2 separate regions of the Gossypium arboreum genome follow, and region 1 is linked to region 2. The links are chromatin contacts, called in public Hi-C maps. All regions are on one chromosome and are shown on one strand. Each heading gives the region's core, a stretch centred on a gene start, on an enhancer-like site or on the middle of the called end of the contact. The rest is flanking DNA. Distances are from core to core; before and after follow the strand shown.

Region 1 (5,941 bases), core at 2,647-5,146, 280 kb before region 2:
TTTTACCTAATCTCATGAATTTAAAATTTCTGGAAAATTAAGCTTTTATGAACACACAAAAGGGGGAAACTCGAAATTCATTAAAATTGGATACTGATCTATTAAGTTGAGTTCAAATACCTTCTATTTAGTTCAAAATAGGTTAAAAATCAATCAAAAATAGTAGGTTTACTCATTATTTCAGATTTCACCATTGTTGAACCAAAATTTGATTAAAAGCTTTAAATCTTAAAAACTCTCAACACACTTAATTAAATTTGGAATTCGAAAAAGAACAACCTTGATCTAATCATAATAAGTCAAGACATTACGTCAATCTAAAGAAAACAATAAGTTTTGGAGCTAATTCGAAGTTGAACGTGAGAAGGATAATAACGAATTTTGATGAGGATTTAATGATTTTTGGTGTTTGGATAGGTAAGAAATCACTAAAGATGAGTTAATTTTGAGAGAAAATATCATATTTGAATTTGAGAAATTTCGAATGTGAAGCTAAAATGGAAGGGAAGGGGTCCTGGGGTTCTTTTAAAGAAAGAAAGGAGATGAACATATTTTTAAAATTAAGAAGAAATTGCCTTTTAAAAACTCTCAGTTTTCTCTTATTTTTCAAATCAGACCTTAGTTTAATTAAAACAAATTTTTTCTCAATTATTTTCAAACCCGATTTTATTTTTAAAATTTGTTTTAAGTTATTTAATAACCGACCACCTAATCCTAATTTTCACCACCTAATTTTAGACCCGATAATTATTTTAATATTTTATTATTAAACACTCTAATCCTATTTACGATACCCAATTTTAATATTTGGCTCTTTACCCAATTTTACTATCTTGGTTTTTAAGATGTTTAGGATGTGACAAAAACACTCACAACAAAGAGAATAGTCACTAAAAATGAATATCCTGATTTCAACCCAAAATATAAATTTTTTAATTCTCAAAAGTAACTTTTAAAAGAACCACTAAACACCTAAATATTAAAATACACTTTTTCAAAAACACTTCTAAAAATTAACAAACAACACATTTTTAAAAGCAATGCATAAAAAATTAATCCTTGATCAGTCATGTTCCATGCATAGTTGATAAGGGACCATGTCGGGTGTCGGTAGTGTGTAGGAATCAATCGCTACCCACGCAGAGCTCCCGAAGATGTGTTGATTTATTCGTCTTTAGAGGAAGACTTTTGACATTTTAAGCTTACCCACAAGTCATGTTCCTTACCACTCCTAAGCTCCAGCTCAATTTGTAATTAATTATAAAACTACGTCATGAATGTGAAAGCTAACGCTAGTGATTTTATGAAATTGATTTGTTCCCAAATTGACCCAAAAAGACTACACAAGTTCATCCATGGTCCGGGCATGATTAATTGTATCACCAGCTTCTACCGCCTGTTTTGCTCCAGCAGCTTCTTGCAATTCCAGTGCAAACTCAAGCATTCCCACCACATCTCTCATTTTTGGCCTTTCAACTCCCACATCATGTAGGCAGCTTTTTGCAATCTCAACGAATACTTTTAAACACTCTGCTGCAATTTTACCATGCAAGTAAGGGTCAATGATTTGCTCAATTGTTTCATTTTCTACACACTTGAAAGCCCAACCAGCTAAACCTATTTCATCATCTTCCAAACTTGTGTCAACTGCGGGTCTAGCACACAAGACTTCGAATAACACTACCCCGAACGAGTACACATCGGACTTCTCTGTTAAATGTAACCTTCGAAAATACTCCGGATCCATGTATCCGAAAGTACCTTTCACCTTAGTTGTGATTGGAGCATTTTCCATAAGAACCGGGCCCATTTTCGATAACCCGAAATCCGAGACTTTAGCCACCCATGTCTCATCCAACAAAATGTTGGTAGTCTTCACATCTCGGTGAATGATTCTCTGGACTGCACCTGAATGAAGGTACTCTAATCCACGAGCAGCACCAATACAGATTTGTAGCCTTTGCTTCCATTGGAGAGGAATATTATCGTTTTTATAGAGGTGATCACGAAGGGTTCCATTCACCATATAATCATAAACAAGAATCATCTCTTGTTTTTCGTTACAATAACCTATAAGCGACACAAGGTTAATGTAGCGAAGCTGAGAGAGCATCTCAATCTCTGCCCAAAACTCATTTTCACCCTGGTGAGACTTTGAATTGAGTCGCTTAATTGCCACCTCGTATTGAATACCCGGAATGTGACCCCTGTACACGTTGCCAAAGCCACCGCGCCCTATAATGAGAGCATCGTCAAAGTTATTTGTTGCAGTGAGTATATCGGCAACTGAAAAGTGCCTACATCGATTGGGGGAAACTTTTCTTCTGTTTATGGATTCCGTTCTGCACAAAAAAAGTTTCCTTTGCCAAAAAACAAGGGACAATATAAGCAGGATTGATACTATGCTGCTTAGTGTAGCTCCAATGACGACCATTCCCGGTTTCAAAAATCTTCCCTCCTTTGAATACTTTTGCTTAAGCATTGGCTTTGTCTCTGGTCGAGGGTTCGGAGCGGCAAGGCTACCTTCCGAGTTGTTCAACTTGAAAATCTCTAAACCATTCAAAACCGCATCATTATACTCTGGCTTAGATTCGGCATTTGGATGTAGTGCGACCCATAGTTCGTTTTCACTTTGTGCCACCCTCACAACATAATCTCTGTAGATTGGAATACCATTACCTTCACCCACAGCAATCACATCCATGGCTTTCTCAGCGGTATGATTATTAATAAATATGTCGAATACACGCTGATTCACTTTCTGTAGATACTTTTCGCAAAAATGGAGCCTAACGAGGTAGTAAAACCCCGAATCAACTGTGAAAAGCCATGTAAGATTGTAATTGAAGTTGATATATGGATTAGGCCCCATTGAACGATAGGATTTGTACACAGCTTCCGGTGCCGTATACACTGGTGTGGCCTCGGTGTATTTGATTGTTGCCTCAGACTGATCATAATACGTAACTCCATATGCTGCTCCCAAGATATAGTCAATATCTTGGTTCCATGTTCTGAACATTCCTGAATCGTGCACATCTAAAACATCTCTTCCACCAACATTAAGCCGATAAGCAGTGTCAAGAGCAGTGGAGTTTTCAAGCTCGAAAAAGTAATTAGTGTCTATTAAGCGGAGAGAGCCATATGTCTGGCCTGTGTAGAGATTTGCAGGCATGGAAACGACTTCAATCCCACTGATAAAAGCGAAAGAATTCGGTGAAGGGGCGAAGGTGACATCCATCATCTGCTTGTTTCCAACAGTGATGACAAATTCTTTGACAATATAGGCTTGGGGAGGACTAGTGGCAGAAACTAAATAGGCACTGAAATTGCTCAAGAGAGTGTAATTATTAGCGGCAACTGAAAAGAAGGAACTGGTAATATCAAGGCCAGGGTATTGATTTGGATAAAAGTACAGACGAAGGAACTTAGTGCCTGGTGAAACGGGGAATTTATAAGTGAATTCACCACGAAAGAAACGAGCTGTCACGTAAGGAACTTGAGTGACAGAGGGGTCTTGATAGGATGCAGTGGATGAAAAAGAAGAGGTATTAGCATATAGGTGGTCATCATCGGCAACCCAGTTTCTGCCATCATAGGATGTAGTGTTTGATGAAGCACCACAGTTCAAAAGTATGTAGTCAGTAGGAATATAAGGAACTGAACTTGTTATAGAAGGTGAAATGGAAAGAATTAGGAAGACGATAGTAATTAAGAATAGCATTGTGGTTTTAGTGTTGTTTGTAGAAAAAGCCTGCAAGGCTGCAACTTATATATAGCTGAATAAATGGGAAAATTGAATACCACTGTATTCTTCAAGGTAGTTGAGAATGAAAGTGGTAAAAAGCTACAATTTTGAAGTCTGCCAATTCCAGCTAAGGATGGGTGGCCTAAAAATGCAAACCAGCTAAGCTTGTGAATAGCTGAAAACAACATTTGTGGAAACTCCTCCTCCATAGACTAGTCGCAAATAAGCAGTTTGCTAGAGTAAATGACACCGTATATTTTCGCGTTGCCGTTGACTAGGTGAATTGTGAGTCAAGCATTTTAGTTTTTTTCTATTATTATTATTTAGGATCAAGGAATTAGCATCAATAAATCATCTAATTTGGTATATTAAAATAATAACTTCCAAAATCTAGAATATTATTAAAAATTAATATCTTAATAAAATATTTTTATTAAATTAAAATTTGAATTTATCTTTAATTTTTAAAATTGTATTTGGTATTAAGTTTAATTTCTTTTTATTTTAAATTTGAGATTTGAGCTATAATTACTCTATTTTAAATTTGGGTAATAATGAGTATATTATTTGGTTTGGTCTTAATATAATATATTTGAGTTTCAGAATAAATATTTTAGAATATAAGTATTAAGTTTATAAATTTAATAGAATAAAAGTTATTCAATTATCAATATAATATAATAATGAACAATAAAAATATTTTTATTAATTCATATATCATAGAATAATAATTTTTATGTACATTAAGCACTTTAATTATTTTATATAAAATAACTGATGTCCACAAAACCAACTAAAAATTTGAGTAAAGTAAGTGCACCTATCAATTAATAGTATAGCTACGGTGAGTAAATATATCGTTTCCACAAAGATTAAAAGTACTAGTAATTACAGTCTTTCTATTATTTAACCGAATAATTGGAGTGATTGATTAAAAACTAAAATTAACTAAATTAATTAACTAACGAACACAACAAAAAACAAATCAGGAAAATAAATTATTAACAATTAAGAAGCGAAACAATACTCAAGAAAGAATCCACCTAGATTTCATCTGTCATTATCAATCTAAATTACGCAATTTATGTACTTAGTAACTTGACCTTAAATTATGCTAATATCTCTTTCAAGAATAAAAGCAACTGACTCTAGATGATTAATTGAAATTTCTTTCTAATTAAAACTCTTATTATTGCATTAACTCGTTCTATGGATTTCCCCATTAGATTTGACTCTAATCCGATAGATTTACGTCGTCCTATTTTTAGGATTGCATGCAACTCTACTCAACTATGCAAGATCTACTCTTAAACATAGTTTATTTCTCCTTTGATTTAAGCACATCAAATATGGATCAATAATCTAGAAATATTAAACCAAGAATTAAGTACACATAATCGAGAACAAGAAACTAAGAATTTATTCCATAAAATAAAAAATCAAACAACAGAATCTATCATAAGGTTCATCTCCCTAGGTATTTAGAAAATTAGTTCATGCTCAGAAATAGAAACATCCAAGATACAATATAACATCAAGAAACAAAGAAACTCATGATAATCTCCAAAGAAATCAAATGGGATTCTTCAATCTTGATGGAAATCTACTTCAGAGTTGGCTTCAGTGGTGTTCTTCGAGTTGTTTGCTTGAATATTCTATTATGGCTCACTCTTCTCTTCTTATTTTTGTCATATATACGTCTTAAAATCCAAAAAAAAAACTAAAAGAATGCGATTTCTTGCAGTTTAGGGTGTAAATTTGTGAAATCAACAAGACATACCACAGAGCCGTGTGGCTTACGCGACCGTTTCGCCAGACTGTGTGGAATGGGTCAGCCTATGTGGCTCTTGTAACTTGCTTTGATTTTCTAGTTTTCGCTCGTTTTTCGCTCCTTCTGCTCCCAAATGCTCTCCTAAATATAAAAAAATGAATTTAAAGGATTAGGAGTGTAAAATTCACTATTAACATCAGATAATCACCCAAAATCGCATTAATAATGGGATTAAACACGTTACTTTTAGCACTTATCAAATATCCCCAGCCTTAAGCATTTGCTTCTCCTCAAGCAAAATTCTCAACCCATATTCAAGTTAACTTTCCTCAATTTATTGTTTTCACTGATAATGTCTTAGGATAATTTACCGATAATCATGCATCGAAAATTCAAACTACAATGACACTGGAAAAGCACAA
Region 2 (5,613 bases), core at 621-3,120:
ATGAAACTATATTTAGTACTTCATTGTAAAGTCAATGATTTTTTAACCTAATATTTAATTTACAGATTTAAAATCTGAGCTTTAGTATCTACAATATCTTTGTATATTCTTTTTTATACTGGTAAACAAAATGAATTACTTTTGTTATATATAAAAAATGAGCAAGGAAATTGAGAGTTTGGGGTAGAGAATGAAACTGCATTTGATTGGATCCCATAATTAAATGAATTTAGTTCATGGCATTCCTACATTAATTTATTCCATTGAAATTGGAGAGCATAATTGTCTAGATTACTTTTTAGGTCATGACAACAAAGTTTTGTATCTTATTGGATATAATAGTATATATTCATAATCCTAAACATTGTTTTTAAATAGAGGCGAATCTCAAGGGGGACAGGCTGCGCTTTGGCCATCAAATATGATTTTTTTTCAATTTAGTCCTTTTATAAATAAATGAATTATAAATTAATATATAATATTTTTTATTTTGGCCCTTTAAAATGATAAAATTATAAATTAATACATAATAAATTTATATTTTAATTTATAAAAATTATAATTAAATTTCTACCCTTGCTAAAAGATTTATAGATTCACCCTTATTTTCAAATATATTCAGCTAATTATGAATCATGAAAAGACATATCATCACCTTAATATTTGCTACTAATTACTTTGTCTTTTTAATTATAAAAATTTTGATTGTCTTTTTGTGTGTATTATTGCACATGGGAGCTGGTTAACCCCATGTGTGTTTTGGTACCATTTTAATGGTAATGAATTATAATTATGGATGCACTAAAGTGCTAAACCTAAGTAGGGATAATTAAAGAAAAAAGAAAAGGAATATTGATATAACTTTTTGGATGGGGACGAATGAAATAGTTCATTTTCTTCTGGATTTATCAAAACGAATAAAAAAGCCAAGAATCTGAATATAGTTATATTGTGGGCATGCATAATTGCATATAATTAGATTCAATCTCATATTATAGCATATAAAAAATCAATAGGTATGATACTACCACTTCACCTACAACACCTTTTTTGGTTAAGGATTTTGAGCCCTTGGTAATTATTTTGATAATTAAAGGATTTGGTTTTTTTTCTTTTAACAATTTTATTATAGATTCTAATCGTATATGTTCTTTATACAATGTCTAAAACTATCCATAGTCCCTCCCCAACCCATAAATAGGAGGATAATGCACTTTAGCCAAAGGCGAATCTAGGGGCCGCTAAAATGGAAATTTTTTCCATTTTGACCCCTTAAAATTTTTAAAATTTTAAATTGGTAAAGGTAACATTACACTTTAGCCCCCCTTAAAAATGATAAAATTCTGATTTAATCCTTTAAAAATTATATTTTTACTATCGTAAAAATTACAATTTAATTCCCTCCTAAAAGAAATTTTTGGCTTCGCCTTTGGCTTTAGCGTACTCAAACTTATGTCCTCCTGTACTGGCAACAATGCACATACCAATTGAATTAAGGGCTAATTTAACATTACTTCTCATAAGCACTTTTGGACCAAAAAGCACTTTTGAGCAAAAACTAAATTTTTCTACTTCTGTTTTTGATTAAAAAAGTGCTTTTGCAAATCTTTTTTTTTTTGTCCAAGAAACACTTTTGAAAAGTTCAAAAGTATCTTGTTTAACAATAATTTTATCTCAAAAATATTTTTTATTCTAAAAGTATTTCTGAAAAACAATACTAAACTGATCTTAAAACTCAATCCACACAACAATTAATACTTTATCTTTGTAAAAGGGATATAAAAGAATAAAAGTTGGAAGGGAATACAGCCCAATGGACCAAAATCATGTATAAAGGATCAATCTTCTTTAGAGGCCTTCAATCTGTCCATCAAAGGTTTTATTTTAATGGGCCTTCTTAATCTTCACCAACAAAATTCATGTGTTTTTGGTTTATGGTTAAACTACACAAGTAAGAAAAAGATTATGAATCTTATTAACATTTTAATTCTTCAAACTAAAAAAAAAAAAAAACTCAAATAAGTTTCAAAGTCATTTCCATCGTTGTTAGTGCAACAATTAGGAATATGTGAATTTGAGCATACTTAAACACGTATTCTTTTTATATTTAAAAATTAAGAGGTTTATGGGTAATTATATTATTGCAAGAATCGGTTTAAGGTAATTATATTATTGTTAAGCCATGTTTCATGTATATATAGTATCAATGGTTAGTATTTGGTATGCTGATAACATAATTTTTGTTAATTTCACAAGTAGTCTTAAAATTTTATCTTCTCTCCTTTTTAAAAATATTTATTGTTTTTAATATTATAACACAATTTATAAGACACTTATAAACCATTTAACCCTGCATATGAAGTTTAAAAACTGCACTATCTGCCCTTGTATCAATTATATTATTGTATAATTATATTATCTTTTAAAAACAAACATATTAAAAAATTACGATATGCCCCAAATTAAATTTTAATAATTAAACTAAAATTGTTTGAATTTAAAGGAATAATTTAAGGAAAATATTTTCATTTAATAGGTTGAAGTCAATAAATTTTAATTATGATAAAATATATTAATTTATGGAAATAACGAATAATTTTCATCGAAACAAATTAGTGTGTAGTACATCTTTTTAGTTTCTAAAATTTTAACCCAGTTTTTCTACCTTGATACACAAAATTTTAGTTAAGGTAAAATTTTAATAGCTTCCAATAATTAAAATAAACCAATCATAGAAATATTGATAATAATATTTAAAGTAAGTCATACATAGAGGTGTTCATAGGCCGGATCAGGTTAAATTCGGATAAGACCTAACGATGATATTAATATATTTTATGTTTGCCTAAGTCTGACTTAGCCCGAAATATGGGTTTAAAATTTTGTCCAGACATACTCATATATGCAAAAAGACTAACCCAATCTCTTTTTAAAAACATATATTTTTCAGGTCTTGACAAAAAAGTTTAAATCACAACAAATTCCTTTTAATTTTTTGAAATTTGATTTCATACTTCTAAATCACTTTAAGTTGTTTGTTTATCAATTTAATCGATTCAGCCCGATCCTTCTTCTTCATAGACAAATTAATTCTAAATTGCTTGCCTAACATATATTGATATTTTACCCCTTTCTCAAGTCTCTTTATATTCATCATCAATCTCATAATTTTCTTATTTGATCCGACATTAAATTTCTTAATCGTTTGAATATACGCACCCAACCATAACACTTAGTTCACAATTTTGAGATCGTGTAGCTCTTAAGCGAACTTGTGAAACACCATGGACATTGTTGAAGTCAAATTGAAAATATCGTATTCAATATGTTGAAATTTTATTCCATAAATAATTTAAAGTATTTTATTCAAAAATTCATATGCTACAACTATGAATTTGATAAATGGCAATGATTTGATCGTGACGACTTTTCAATGTTGACTTTTAACTATCTTTCCACATTAATGCTACCCTCTATTTTTCTATTTCCATTTTACAATAAGTACCCAAGCTTCCTTCTTCTTCCCATTTAAAATTTACAAAACAAAAAAAAAAAATCTTACAAATGTAAAAAAAAAAAAAAAAAAAAGGGTAAACGCTAGAAACCTACATATATGATGGAAACTATTGTTAGCAATCATCTATTTATAACCATGAATAATTGACATGGTAGTTAAAGATTTTACGTAAGAGATGTTAAAATTTTGATTATGTAATTAAAATTATAATAAATTTGAACTGTTAAATATATTATATTTAATTTTTATTTGATTAAATAAATATTTTTATAATAAAATGGATAATATATAAAAATTTGAAATGTAAATTTTACTTAAATTATCCAAACTATATAATTACTTTTTAAAATTTTCATGTTAAAATTAAAATTAGAATTTAAAGTATGTAATACTATTGATAATATAGAAATAAATATTTAAGTTAAATCAAATGGATAATTATCTAATTAATTTTCTTATTTAATTAAACATTTACCTAAATTTTAAAAATTCTGATTATCTAATTAAATTTTAAATAAAATTTAATTATTAAATATAATAATTATCCAAATTATTATATTTAATTTTATTATTTAATTAATAAATATTTTTATAATCAAATGGATAATATATAAAAATTTTGAAAATGTAATTTTACTTACATTTTAATTTTACTTAAATTATCCAAATTACAACCAAATTTGATAATTAATTTTAAAATTTTGAAGTTAAAATAAATAAATATTTTTATAGAAAATTTCAAATCTTTATATATTTTTATCTATACTTTATTTAAGTATTTTTTTAGTTGGTATTACATTTAACTGGTCACCAACTTAATTATAAAATTACATAGATAACCCTTCTTTTAAATTATAATTAATGTTATTATGATAGCACTTTTATCTTTTCAAACTTTTATATCATCTTTAAATAAAAATAATTAAAATAAAATTACAATTTAAGGATAAAACATGTGTTTAATAATAAATAAATACAAGTTCATTACTACTCCACCTATATTCATTATAGAATAAATTTTGAAAGAATTTTTTTAATTCAATTATAAATTTATAGAAATACCTATTCTTTTAAATTATAATTAATATTTTTATGATATTTTTATCTTTTAAGACTTTTATAGTATCTTTTAAATAAAATAATTATAAATTTAATGATTGAGCATGTGTTTAATAATATTAAAATAAAAGTTTGGACCGCTTTACCTATAGTCAATGTTGAATAAATTTTAAAGTAAAATTTTTTAACATACAATATTTAATGAATTAATTTTTCTGTACTTTCACCTTCATTGAGTCACTTAACTCATAAAAATTAAAATTTTATTTGAAGTTATTTCTTATTTTAATTTAAACTCATGTAGGTGAAAATAATTATGTAATAGAAATTATAAAATATTTAATATAAAAATCAAATATAAAGGTAAAATTGAGATAATAAATATCATAATATTTTGGGTTTAAAATTTATAATGTGTATGTAATTTTTAGATTTTATATAAAAATATAAATAAAAAAGTAAAATATTCTCAAAATAATGTTTGTTGTTTTACAAAATAATAGGTTTTTGATAATTTCGCAACTGGATTAAGATTAAACTTGCTCATGGGACGGGCCACTCGTTCAGGCCTAATGGCATACCCAAAAAATGAGAGGGTTTGACAAAATGCAAACTCGAAAAATAGGCTTGGGTAAAATTGAGGCTAGTTTTCTATATGGGTCGCATTGGCAAGATTTATTTGGCTTGGCCGAATATATTATGTTATAAAAAATAATTATATTAATTATTTATGTTAAATAAACATTATATATTTATATTAAACCATTAACCCAATAATAATTAAACCCATTACCCAAAACCTAAAAAAAAACTTTATCCAACTAAATAACCCAACCCAAAATATAAAATTTTAAAATTATATTTAACACAATAAAATATTTATTATATTTATTTGTATTTTTAATATAATAAAATATTTATTATATTTATGGTAGTGTTTTTAATATAAATACTTTTTAATGTATTTTTAATGTGTTGAAAACTTTTATTCTTGTATTTTGTGTATTATATTTTTTAAATAAAAACTAATCTAAAAG

Evidence for each region. A called contact is a pair of places that touch in the nucleus more often than the background predicts.
Region 1: a contact with region 2 is called in a Hi-C map of leaf, with 2.3 times the contacts expected there. The contact joins the promoter of LOC108473067 here to the enhancer-like site in region 2. A contact is called at or near these places in 2 of 5 Hi-C or Micro-C datasets (both in leaf).

What each region holds. Positions count from the first base shown.
Region 1 is chr7:17,026,975-17,032,915 of ASM2569848v2, reverse strand. It overlaps LOC108473067 (receptor-like protein kinase FERONIA), which reads right to left and starts at 3,896. Exons shown (of 1, transcript XM_017774632.2): 1 at 910-3,896. The coding sequence starts at 3,724. The coding sequence ends at 1,340.
Region 2 is chr7:16,746,563-16,752,175 of ASM2569848v2, reverse strand. No RefSeq gene overlaps it. Among protein-coding and RNA genes, the nearest start is that of LOC108476692, 9.6 kb to the right of the region's middle. Within about 2 kb of position 1,870, at least 1 of the 2 cell types and tissues checked has an H3K27ac peak or open chromatin away from gene starts, as enhancers often do. A contact at or near this core is called in leaf, where this site is marked.